Linked DNA regions of Mus musculus: region 1 is linked to region 2. A link is a contact called in public promoter capture Hi-C data. All regions are on one chromosome and are shown on one strand. Each heading gives the region's core, a stretch centred on a gene start, on an enhancer-like site or on the middle of the called end of the contact. The rest is flanking DNA. Distances are from core to core; before and after follow the strand shown.

Region 1 (6,541 bases), core at 2,427-4,926, about 25 Mb after region 2:
GAAGCTGTTACAGCCATAGGGGGCTGCAGGACTCTCCTTCCTGAAAGTACTGGCCCAAAGGAGATAAGCTCTCGTGGGAGACTGTCTTTACAGACATTCCTTTCTGTGCTGACCAGTAAGGCTTAACAAAGTCATCTGTAATCTCATAGGAATCCTGTTTTACCACTGAGACACTATCAATAGCTGTATCTTGCTGCCCCACGCACAAGGCATCCCATGCCTTGTTGTCTCAGCCCTATTGCTTTACTGTAAGAGAAATGCACTGGAGTCTCCTTGTCAATGCTGATGGTCTTTCAAAAAATGTCTGAAATGAACCTGCTTTCTGTTTGGTCAGTTGTTAATAAGGCCCCCTCTACCTTGACACGATACACAATTTTAGGCAAGATGAAAGGGACTCATTCCCAGGTAGTATAAAAACTCAAAGGCATCTTGTAATATATATATGATTTCTATTTTGTGGATTATTTCAGTTTCCAGAATTTAGTCCCAGTAGAACAGGCACAAACACAAGATGCCTCAGAGCTAATATCACTGAAAGCCTTGTTGGAGAATTCCATTTCTGGTTTCTGTGAAGTTCATGACTGTGAAGGCTCACTTGCAGATTTAGCATGCAGAGCCCCTAAGAAGCAAACACACACTTGGGCAAGATATCTGTCAAAACTCTAATGATGATGCCAGCGAGTCAGCTTGTAGAGATGAGTATTACATATGCCCTTTTCCCAATGATGAAGACTATCATTTAAAACCCATCAAAACTTAGCATTTTAAAAGGATTATTGTACATTCCTTTCGGTATTAAATTGAACACATACACTCAGAAACAGGCTGTATGAGAAAAGTGTTATTATCTCAATTGCTATACCTTATGTTCACTAAAAAAAAAAAAAAAAAAAAAAAAAGCAGCTCTACATTGGAATTGATAATTCCATGGATTTTACCCAAAGCTATCTAGAAAGTAATGGAAATTGCCTTGGATAAGAAAATGTGGATATTAGCCCAAAACCTAGGATACCCAAGATATAAGATACAATTTCCTAAACACATGAAACTCAAGAAAAATGAAGACTGAAGTGTGGACACTATGCCCCTCCTTAAAAGTGGGAACAAAACACCCTTGGAAGGAGTTACAGAGACAAAGTTTGGAGCTGAGATGAAAGGATGGACCATGTAGAGACTGCCTTATCCAGGGATCCACCCCATAATCAGCATCCAAACGCTGACACCATTGCATACACTAGCAAGATTTTATCGAAAGGACCCAGAGGTAGCTGTCTCTTGAGAGACTATGCCGGGGCCTAGCAAACACAGAAGTGGATGCTCACAGTCAGCTAATGGATGGATCACAGGGCTCCCAATGGAGGAGCTAGAGAAAGTACCCAAGGAGCTAAAGGGATCTGCAACCCTATAGGTGGATCAACATTATGAACTAACCAGTACCCCGGAGCTCTTGACTCTAGCTGCATATGTATCAAAAGATGGCCTAGTCGGCCATCACTGGAAAGAGAGGCCCATTGGACACACAAACTTTATATGCCCCAGAACAGGGGAACGCCAGGGCCAAAAAGGGGGAGTGGGCGGGTAGGGGAGTGGGGGTGGGTGGGTATGGGGGACTTTTGGTATAGCATTGGAAATGTAAATGAGCTAAATACCTAATAAAAAATGGAAAGAAAAAAAAAGAAAATGGAGTCATCTTTAACAATCTACAGAGAATAAAGTAACAGTGATGAAAGGAAGAGAACAAAGGACCAAACTTGATCCAGGAAAAGTCTGTGTCTATTTCACCAGGCCAAGGGATGCCCAGATAACTGGACAAAAATCTGTGTCCCTTACACACCCTTGCCATGTGTTTGAGTGTGGAAGTTATTAGCACTTGAATCAGTGGGTCTCAGTCAATCTGTTGAGAGCTGAATAGAAGAGAAAGGCAGGAGAGAGCAAAATACCCTCTTTTAAGGCAAGGCATTGTTTCATCCTGATATACCAAGAACCTGATCCTGGAACCTGCTGATGCCGGGTTTGCAGCGACACCCCACCTTCACCTACCTGTTCTGGGGCTGGATGTCGCCACCAGTTTCTCAGCTCTCCATTCTGCAGTCCACACAGATCCTGCACCATCATCTCAGCCTCCATAATTGGAGGAGCAAATTCTCATACTAAACCTTCATTACTTAGTACCCTTCTCGGGGTACTTAGCCCCATTAACGATAGAATTTTAAAATGCACTAAGAAGAAACCTCAAAGACAATTTTATTAGACAAAACAAAAAACAAAAAACAAAAAACAAAAAAAAAACAGAGCAGGCAAACTAAATTTCAGTTTCAGCCCCTGCCTAGAAAAAGAAAATGGACAAGAGGAAGAAAACAAACCTGTCATTGTAAGCAGTCACATAGTGCAGCAGAGGGAGGGATACTTCAGAAAATAATAGAAAGGCTCCAAGTAACAGAAAAAGCATACTTTGGCTCTGTCCAGTGTCCTCAGATAAAGATTTAAAAAAAAAAAAAAAAAAAAAAAAAAAAAAAAAAAAACGAAGGGGAGGAGGAGGGGGAAGAGGAACAGGAAGAGGAAGAGGAGGAGGAGGGGAAAAGTATACCTTAGTCAGGACTCAGAAGGGCAGACAGACCTGCCCATTCTGGCACTGACTGCCTGAACTGAACAGAATCAGGTTTCTGAAAAAGTACATTATCTATCTCATTAAAGGGATACCGTCACCAACTCCCATGTCTTTTACCACGGTATTAAGTGAACTTGCATTCTGGTGGGGTGGTCAGGTGATTGGCTGGGCACAACTGGATTAAATCTCACGATTGCTCGGTCTTCAGCCAGGCTAGAGGTAGACTCCATCCACTCCTTTGACCGAAGAACAGTCTTCCAGTTGGGGCTTCAACAAAGCTTTGATCAAGGGTGTTGTAACACCCTCTGCAGAACACAGCTGCCTCTCTAGCAAAAGCAATTAACATGTCCAGTTCAAAGTATGCTAAGCAGTCTCGAGCAGTTTGTCCCATGAACGGAAACGGTTTTCAAGAAATGGCTGAAAGGAGAAGACTTGCACATGTCACCATGTGACATTCAGGGCAAGATGGACTATAGAAGTGTTAGGGACAAAGACAAAAATGAACAACTTAGATCAGGGAAGACAGTGGCAAAGAGGCACCAAAATAGCACACAAAGGTTAATAGACAACACCACCATTTCCTTACTGAGCTTCAGTCTACCTTCCAGTTTTTAGTTCTAAGACCAACAGTTTGTGTTTTTTCAAGACGGACAGAGTTGACAGGCAGATGTTCTGGCGGCCCGGCAACAGCTGTGCATGAAGGAGCCAGCATTCAAATCTAAACCTTTCTTTTTTTATTCTTCCATGCTTGAAGGAAAAGAAAACTGCGTGGGAAGGAGGGGATTCTCTTGTGGAGATGTAGATACCAAAACCAACATGAAAGATGAAAACAAAACCCTGTAGGAAGTGGACAATGAATACCACGCCTAGGAAGGTGATGGGTTTGCCGCAAAGGGGACTGGCCATAGAGGGCAGCAGTCCAGGGAATGCTTCCCGGCATGGGTCTCACTGGAGAAGCCCCAGGCTTCGACCAACAGGAACACAACGAGTGGACCAAACCTCCTACAGCCTAGACAGGCTCCAGCACCCCTTGGAGGTGGGGCGAGTGGTCGCTTCCGGTTCCGGGCGCAGAGGACCCACGTGTTCCGACCCGCTGGGCCCCGCGCGACTCGGATCCCGCTCGGCTCTTTCGGCCGGGAGTGGGTGGGGGAGCACCGGGCAGGGGAGGAGCCGCCGGAGCCGCGGGAGACGTGAGTGTCGGGGACCTGGCCGGCGAGCGGGCACCGCAGCGGGCGGGGAGGGAAGGGCAGGAGCATTGGGAGGGGCAGCAGACCCCGCCCCCCCGGCGCCGGGGGACAGCGCCTGCCAGGGAAGGGGTGGCGGCGGGGTCCCCGCGGCCTGGGCGTTGTAACCATGTCACCTCCTCGCGGCCAGAGCCGGGACGTCCGGAGACAAGGGTGGCACTCCAGGCTTCTCTGCCCAGCCACCTCCTTCCGCCCCCTCTGGGGGCCTGCGGACATGCACTGTGCCCCTCGGATTGCGTCCATACCAACCGCTCCGGTGCGCTAGAAGCCAGTGGGGTGTAGCCTAGGCCCCTTGACGCCCACCTTCCCCTCTCTTCAGACTTTTCACTCTGCATCGCACATTGCTCCAGAGCCCTCCCTGCAGGTTTTGCCTTCCCTCCTTCCCAGCGAACCCCGCCCCCTTCACATGCGATCTTATCACCTGTGATCCTTGCCAGTCCTTGGCCGTCTAGCGTGTGGCTCTCACCTGGCTTAGTGACAGGCTCAGAACTTCCCTGTAGAGCTAGAGGCTACTGTCTGCACTGTCTGAACTTCTTTCTTCCTACCCCTGACAACCAGCTCGGGGACCTCTTCTCCAGCTCATCTCACCATCTGCGGGACTTTCCATAGTGGACTGAAAGTTTGCTAGTTTTTTATTCCATGGCCGACCTGGTCCTCTCACACACTTTCCCCTGGGCTGTGGCTGTCTCGTATTCTACACATGGATAGCGCTGTCTTTTCTCTGTGCAGAACTCCCCAAAGGGAGATCTCTAGGTCCAGCTTATCGTCTTGGTCGTGGTTAGGAGTGCCACATCTAGGGTTTTGCTGTCAGGTTATTCTGTCCATAGTCTACAGGTGAAAGGCAGTAGGGAAAGCTTGGGGCAACGAAGTCACAAGGCATCTCTCTGTGCAGCTTTTTCTTTGAAGCAGCCCCATGGACCTTAATCCAGAAAACAGTTTCAATGAAGTGTCAGGATGGCTGTGAGAAGCTTGCTAGGAGAAGCAAGTGACAGTGGGATATTTGGAGGCCATCAAATATCTTGAGTCACTTTCTGCTATTGCTGCCTAACATAAAAGGGTTAGGAGGAAGGCAGTACATTTTTCTTCTAAGACAGCTGCTGACCTTTCCTCCTGTCTCCTATGTACACACCCTTTGCATTCTACCTGTATAATTGCAGGAGACAGTCATTCCAAGGCCACTGCAAGACCTACATCACTATTGAGGGACTCCTGTCGTTTCAGAATATACAGGTGTGGTGACTATACCACTCAACACAGGCATAAAACAACCCTAGGCTTTCTGTTTTATTTTCCTCTCCTGCCTGAATGTCAGCGTTGCTGGATAAGTTTGTGCTTTTCTGCATGAAACCTCAAATTTACTTCCTTTGCCCAGATAGTGGGTATGGAGTTTATCATACATGAATCCGCATGTAAGACTGAAGTGGTGCTCTGTGTTCTGTATTGACCATTTTGAGAAACACTATTTTTGGCCAGACCTCCCTCTTGGTACCTGCCTTACAGAGGTTTGAGGACAAAGACTTGCAAATACTAGTAGTGTTGACTAATCTTTGATGGGTGATCTTACCATTCGAGTGTGAGTTATTTATGATATTACATGCTTTTAAGACAGAAAGCCAAATGCTCTATTATCTTTTGTGGCATGTTAAGATGAAATACTGATGAGGGTTTGTTTCTGGTTTGGTTTGGTTGCTTGCTTGCTTGTTTGTCTTAGGACAGTGTCTCTCTATATATAGCTTTGGCTGTCCTGGAACTCACTGTAAAGACTAGGCTGGCCTAGAACTCACAGGGTCCCGCCTGCGTCTGCCTCATGAGTACTGAGAGTAAAGGCTTGCAACCAGCTCCCTTGATTTTCTTGATTCCCTTGATAAAGAGTTTCCCATTGCTGATCACAGGTCAGATCTTATTCTAGGTTTCGATGTGAATTCCTGATAGTGCTAAAGTTCCTGCTGTTCCCTGATCAACTTTGTCACGGCTTCTTCCCCGCTCTGCTCAGCACTTGGAATAGTAGGAGATATAATATTCAGTGTATGCTTATGAACTGAATCAAATCTGTGCACTTCTCCCCTCAAAGTTTCTCACCATTGATACTAAAGCAGTCTGTCTCTATTGAACAGTAAAGCAAGGTAGACTTGATTGATAAATTCCCCAAAGAACTTAGAATGTTTAATACCCAATTCCTACAGCTGTCTGAATGAAGGACTTATCACCTAGGAGCGCTGGCACCCACTAATTACGGTACTTCTGTTGAGGCGTGTATTTATTGAGCTTCTTTCCCCGCAAACTACCTGGAAGAATGATTCAGGTCTAGGAACATATCCTTGCTTAGGGGTCCCAGCTTACCAAGGAAAAGACACTAAACTACCCACGAGGAATGACTGCTGGGATTTCCTCTGTGCTCTCAGATTCTGCTAGGTCAAACCACAGAGATCCCAACCTTTGTCATATATATATGCAAGAGAGCCTCAGTCCAAGCCAGAAGGAAATCACCTAGCATAGAGCACTAGGTAGCCAGGATGTATTGGTTGTATACACATAGACAGTAACTTTCCTGAGTTACCTACATCCACTCCTGGGGTCCAGCTATTGTCTTATTATTTATCCTTTTCCTATTAAGTGATCCTTTCTCTGTTGTAAGATTATTGTTGCCTGTATTTGTTGTGGGAATTTTAATATATCTGCATAACTTTGG
Region 2 (6,855 bases), core at 2,654-5,153:
TAGGATCTGAGCTGCTCCAGCGAGGGACTTCTTCTTGGAGATCAGCTGCAGCGTTTGTGGACTCTACCAAAAATAATGTAGCAATGTTTTCCATAAAAACGAGTTCCAAAGTATTTTAGATACATCTAAAACTACATATTTTTTTCAAGCAGGTAATGTTTTATTTAGAAAAAAAGTTGTGATTGAACACACACACACGAAGGAAGAGGGATGACAGCTGGCAAGGGGTGTACCATGCAAGCATGAGGCCTGCTGAGTTCCATCCCCAGCACCCACATGGAAAACCCAGTACAGAATCCTGTTGCCTGGCATCCCAGCCCCAGGGAAGGACAGCTCAGGAGGCTTGCTTGCCAGTCAATCTGGTCAACTAGTGAGCTTTACCTTCAGAAAGAGAAACTGACTCAAAACTATAAAAATTCAGAGAGAACTAAGAAAGCTACCTAAGGTAACCTCTGACTTCTACATCCTTCCATGCGCACACGCAAACACACACAAATATATACACAAAAACATGGTGAATAAATGTAGAAGAAAAATGAGCAGGTGGTGAAGTAAAATACCAGACTTTGAAAAAAATTTCCCTTGCAAAACTTTTTTTAAACAACAAAGTAACCTGTTTCTTGGCGAGTTTACAAAATCACCTTAAGCCAAATCACCATAGTGGCCCAGAAACTAGAACTCAGCAATCTACCACGTGGGGCAAACTAGGCCGGGGCCCTGTCCTTATCATCCCAGCGACCACCCTGTGCATGCCTTCCTGTGACACCCATACTTCACGTTAAATTCCAAAGCCCTGCTTGGATGCAGCCTATGCACAGAAACTAGCATGTACAGGGCACCACTCCACACTAAGCTTAGCACTGACCTAAGACCAAGTAGGTACCTCACTGTGACTGGTGTCAGCGCAGCACTGCATTAACTACACTCACTGAGGGAAACTGCTGAGAAGTGATGCAGACTGTGTGTACAGCCACCAGTTTTGTGTTTTATTGAGTAGCTATACTCCCAAATGACACGTCTTAACAAGTGCAAATTTTCTAACAGTAGAGTGTTTTCAAAAACAAAGCAAAAGGTTTTGCACAAGTTAAGTCTCACAAAAGGCCCCAACCACATTACTCTGAATTGGCACCACCTCGCCTGACCTCACCGACTAGCTGAGGTATGAACTGGTCAGGCCTGGGTAGTACCTGGATGCAGAGAAGCCACACTCATTCTGTATCTACATAAGGAGCCTGATTCAAAGATAATCCTCATCTGTGAAGTGCTCTTTCCTAACACTAATGATACTTTATTATGTGTACATGTGTGTATGAGCATATGAAGGGGTCAGAGGGGTGTCAGATCTCCTAGAGCTGGACTTACAGGCATGTTTAAGATGCCTGATGTGGGTACTACGAATCGTCATCTGCAACAACAATGTGTTCTTAATCACTGGGCCATTGCTCTAGCTTGTGGATTTAATTTTTCAACAAAGTAAAAGGGAACAAGATGCATACAACCAAATACTGGTCCTGGGACTTAAAGAAAAGATGTTCAGTTAAAAGGCACATGTACCTGTTTGGGAGGAAGAGCATCCTGAGAGACGGGGTCCAGAGTCATGAACTTTTTGTCCCTGACAATACTGAGGACATCATAGAGAACACACATCTCTGTAAGGGCACTTCGCAAATTGTTCCTCACAGAGTCCCAAGGCCACAAAGAAGGTTGGAATTTTACCAACCCTGAAAAACAGAAAAGAAAAGCAGAAACACATGTGTACTGGTTACACTGACTACAGAACAGAAGGTGGCTCTTTTAGAGGTTTAAAAGCGTGAAAAGGAGAAATGAGCTCTCCTCCAAACCACCTCTCCTTTACTTCCTTCTCATACGCTTTCTTCAACTGTTAACACTTAAGACTCCTCTTATGGCAAAACAAATGCCAGTCTAATTTCCACAGGCCAAAGCTGTCATCATATCTCAAGTAGGCACTCGAATCTTTCTAAACCTAGGGCTTCATTCATCCCAGATAAGCACTAAACTATATCCCCCATCCCCACAAAAGCCTTTAAAATAACCTGTTTCCTTCCAACATTTAGAACTTGAACTTCCAACATTCCTGAACTATAAAACAACAGGCAAAGCCCCAAATGGCCTACAACACCAGCATTACCATTGGCTGCACGAATAGACCTTCCCCCCACCCCACCCCCCCACCCCTGAGACAGGGTTTTGGGATTAAAGGCATGAGCCAACACTGCTCAGCTATACCTTTCTTTTAACCAATTTTTTTGTTTCGTTTTTGTTTTTGTTTCTCTGTGTAGCCCTGGCTGTCCCGGAACTCACTTTGTAGACCAGGCTGGCCTTGACCTCAGAAATCGGCCTGTCTCTCTGCCTCCCGAGTGCCCGGCTTCTTTTAATCAATTTTTAATAAATGCTCACTCTAAGGAGTTCATGATAAAGGATCAGGGAGTGAAAGTCAAAAGTTTTCTTTTAATCTTAGGCCTAACTCTCCTCCCTCCTGAGACATATCTCAACCCAGCATACAGGAACTAGTCACTCTTTCACACACCACAAGATATTTGGAAGCCAGGAGGCATGCCATTTAAGCCTGTCCCTTAATAGACAGGTCAAATGTTCCTAATGACATCAGTACTGGATCTTAATACATACCTGTGCTCTATAGTTCTTTCTGTGGGTGGGGGATTTCATGGATCAAATGTGATACACATTTAGAATTTTGCATTTAAAACTACTGAGCTGGCATGCCTTTCCAACACTGGATAATGACAATGTTGGGCTTGTTTAAGATTTAAAAAAAAAAAAAAAAAAAAAGATTTATTTATTTATTTAATGGATGTAAGTACAATGACGCTGTCTTCAGACACACCAGAAAGAAGGGGGCATCGGATTCCATTACAGATGGTTGTGAACCACCATGTGGTTGCTGGAAATTCAACTCAGGACCTCTGGAAGAGCAATCAGTACTCTTAACTGCTGGGCCATCTCTTCAGTCCCAGGTGTTTTAACTTTCTGTCAAATTTATGAAAACTACATTTAAATTTTTCTTTATTTATTGAGATGGTGTCTATTTGCTCATGTTTTTCATTAATCTGACTGCCTCTGCCTGGCGAATTACCACACTAAACACGAACATCCTCACTTAAACCGATTCTGTCACATCACTAAATCGAAAACTGTGGTTTCAAATTTTGGTTTTTTTTGATAATAAGGAGAATCCAAAGTCTAGTCTGGTTGCTTCTCCAAACTCCCCCTCTTCAGTTTTGTTTTCTTGTAATTCATTCACCTCAAAGTTTCAGTGGTCATTTTAAGTATCACCTGTTTCCACCTAAAATCACCCCCAAAAGCTTTCAGCTGTTCTTTATTAAAAAAAAAAAAAAAAAAAAAAAAAAAAGCGAATGCCTCTTCTCCTGGCCTGAACAGGACCCCGAGTCCCGACCGGGTCGGCCTTCCCACTGCTGTCAATACTTCTCAAGGCCACCCACCACAAAACACAGTTTACCCTAGGGGAGACCCTGGGATAGAACCAGCAACGAGGGCGAAGCCTCACCCTCCTCGTCGTCCTGGTCGGCTCCCGCGCCCCCCCAGTCCGGCGCATCGCCGTCAGGCCCTGCCGCCTCCTCCTCCTCAGAGCCAGAGCCCTGGCTGAAGTCGATGCGCTGTGCCAGGCGCGCCAGGTTCTGCGACATGGACAGCGGCTGCAGGTACGTCTCGGTGCCATCAAGGCCCACCTCCTGCACCTGCTTCTCGCAGGCCGACTCGATGCTGATGCGCACGGCTCGCACGCCCGACATGCTGGCGGCGGCCTGAGGGCGACTCGCCGGAGACTCAGAGTACAGCACCGACACGGAAGGCTGGAACAAGCTTCCCGCAAGCCCGACGCGGCGGCCGGGAGGAAGCAAACTACCCACTGCTGCCCCACAATCCTCCGCGCAGCGTCTCGCGGAACACTATGAGCATGCGCGAAGGGCCAGCTGCCCGGACATTTCCTGTAGGTTGCACGTGAGAGCCAGGAACTTCCGGCTGACCGGGCTCAGCCGCTGCAGTGCAAGTGGAGTGGGCTGGGTTTATGTAGATACGCTGGGCGTTGTAGTTTGTTTGTTTGTTTGTTTGTTTGTTTAATTGGTTGCTTGGTTTTTGAAATAGCTTTCTTGCTGGCCTGATTAATTTGTTGATTAGTTATTGAGACACGCAGCTTTTTTGTTAGTTGGTTAGTTATTTGATTTTTGAGACACGCAGCACACACACCAGCACTCCCGCTGATTCGGTCTGGGAGCCCGTCCGTGGGATGAGTCCACTCACTTTCCGGGTAGGTTTTCACTTCCTAGTTAAACCTCTCTGGGAACATACTCCCAGAGGTGTTTCCCCTAGGTGACTTTACATTCGTGAAGTTAACGATGAAGACGTACGTAAGGGCTTTACATTTATGTAAGCACTCACAAAGACTGTCGACGGTAGTTAACTATAATTCGCAGCTGTTTGAGTCTCTCTGTTGATGGAGCTGCCTCCAGCAAAGAAGACCGAGTCAAACAGCTAGCAGGACTACCATCCAAACTGCACCAGCTGTCTTAAACACTCCAAGAACACTCAGATATGCCTACACGAAAGATTGCAACTGATTGTCCTGGCCCAGTAAGCACAGCTTGGGCCAGGGCTTTGTGCAGACCTGTGACTGGTGGCTTAATGATAAATGGAGGACTATGCTATCTCTCCAGACATGCAGCCACCCTTACACGCATACACTCACACATTCACAGACATGTACACATATAAACAAAAGACACCGGTGTTTAGCCAAACAAATGGCTGTGATTGGCCCAAATACCCCGTCTTGGGTTGTATGAGCAGGCTACTCCTCAGGTGGTCCACCAAGAGGCACTCTCCTTTCCTCATGGTGTTAGGATGTCATGTCCAGCAATGTCTTTCACTGAGTGGCCTTTCTTACTTTCAGCCTGCAGGCTGCACCAGAAAAAGCAAGGAACATTAGCTGGTTGGCAACAGTGCCCCACAGCTTGATAGGTACTAACCCCTATACTTCTGTCCAGCCATTTCGTTTTCTGTTTGTTTGTTTTAAGAGTTTCTCTGTGTAGCCCTGGCTGTCTTGGAACTCACTCTGTAGACTAGGCTGGCCTTTGATACCACTTTGAGTCTAATCTTGGGCTCCTGAACAACCTTGCCTTGTCTAGAAATCATTTGTCAAGTCCTTGGGCCCTGGCTTCCCACAATGAAGTGTAGATGGAGGCGTTAGCATAGCTGTCTGACAGCTGAAGAATCTATAGCCTGCAGAAGCCTCTGACTTACTATTGACAATGTCCACAGGCCTGTATCCCGCTGGTAGTGCTGGTGCAGCCACTAAAGCTTTGGAGATTCCATCTCCTGGAGGAGATGCTTCCTGGGTGACCCTAGTTGGGCCCAGTGTTTAGAGTCGGAACAGCCCACCAGGTGCCCTGGCTCTCAAACACTTCTCTACAGTGCACCTCTCACCCTGCCCCCCAACACTGTCACCACTCATTGCTGTCTGACACGGAGGAGAACAAGCTTGCCTACCCAGGGTTTCCATCAGGGCAGAGCAGAGAGCACTTAGCCAGTTGAACACTGAAGAGTACCAATTCTTTCACTTGGCAGTCCAATGTCTGCAGGTAAACGTGTGTCTCCGTGTGTCTGTTCTTCCCATGCACGTGTAGGTGCCATGGAATTGCTGGCGCTGTAGTTACAGTCAGTTGGGAGCTGCCTGATGTGGGAGGCAGGGAATAGACTTGGGTCCTCTGGAAGACCTGCAAGCACTGCAGAGCCATCTTCCCAACTCCTGAGTCTACTTCTGATGCTTGACTGCAGGCGGCCTTTAATCCTACATTTGATAAATCAAGAGCACTCGAATGCTCCATTGATGTCTGGGGGAAATTCAAAGCTCGTGCAGGAACTAGTAAAGCCAGTCTCTCCTTATTTTGTCAGGCCATTTTTTTCAGACAGGCCTAGTAGCTCTCCTGATCTCTCTAGAAACCTTCCTTACATCATGATTAGCACCTTGTAGGTATGTGATTTCATTAGTCTTGATATTTGAATCAAACAAGGAAGTGAGTCCATCCTGTCAGTGTGGGACTCCACATGGAAAGAGAATTCTGTTTATGTTCCACCCCTGCTGTATTTCTCTTCATATAATATTTGTTTGGTTTCTTCAACTAAACATATCCCAGAAACTAGTGACATATCTAACATGATCACCCACCCAAAAATATTTACTGTGTGCTTATTTTGGCACTGTGCTCCAATGGTGAATTAATACCTCTCTCAGCTCCAGAGCGCAGGGTAAGTGAGAGGAGAGAATACTAGTTCTAAGCTGGGGTGACAAGTGGATCAAGCCCTTGTTGCACAAGGGTGAAGGTTGGAGTGGCAGCTCATATGCATTCCCAGTGCTCAAGGAGGTAAAGACAGGACCACACTGACTGACTAGCCTCCCTGAGTCAGCAAAGCTCAGTGTTTAAGGTGGAGGGAAATCAGATACTGAGCAGAACCTCTGGCTTCCATGTGCATGTGCACTCATGCTGTGGACATGCAAGCATGTAGCACGTACACACATATGGCCTTTCCCAGCCTTGAACATCTGCCATGACAAGCCTTATCAACCTGGACAGAGACATCTGTTTTGGCTGCAGTTGCAGGTTCCCATGGGAACTTTGATGTTTTGGCTGTTTGCGTTGACCTTGCTGCTACAACATACTCCATCTGAAGAAGGGGATTTTGTGTTTTTTTCCTTTATACATGCAAAGCTTATTGTTAAACTTTGAACCTTGATCAGAACCTTTGTATTGGCTTCATCCTTCTCTCGCCCTCTTACCTTATTTCCAGGCCCCCCTTTCA

What was found. Promoter capture Hi-C pulls out the DNA fragments that hold promoters and counts their contacts.
Region 1: a promoter capture Hi-C map of pre-B cells shows a contact between it and region 2, with 5 times the contacts expected there. The contact joins the promoter of Zfp202 here to the promoter of Med17 in region 2. A contact is called at or near these places in 2 of 39 promoter capture datasets (liver and pre-B cells).

Annotation. Positions count from the first base shown.
Region 1 is chr9:40,188,640-40,195,180 of GRCm38.p6, forward strand. Zfp202 (zinc finger protein 202) reads left to right here and starts at 3,677. Exons shown (of 7, transcript NM_030713.2): 1 at 3,677-3,798.
Region 2 is chr9:15,276,003-15,282,857 of GRCm38.p6, forward strand. It overlaps Med17 (mediator complex subunit 17), which reads right to left and starts at 3,904. Exons shown (of 12, transcript NM_144933.2): 1 at 3,548-3,904; 2 at 1,555-1,721; 3 at 1-63. The coding sequence starts at 3,791.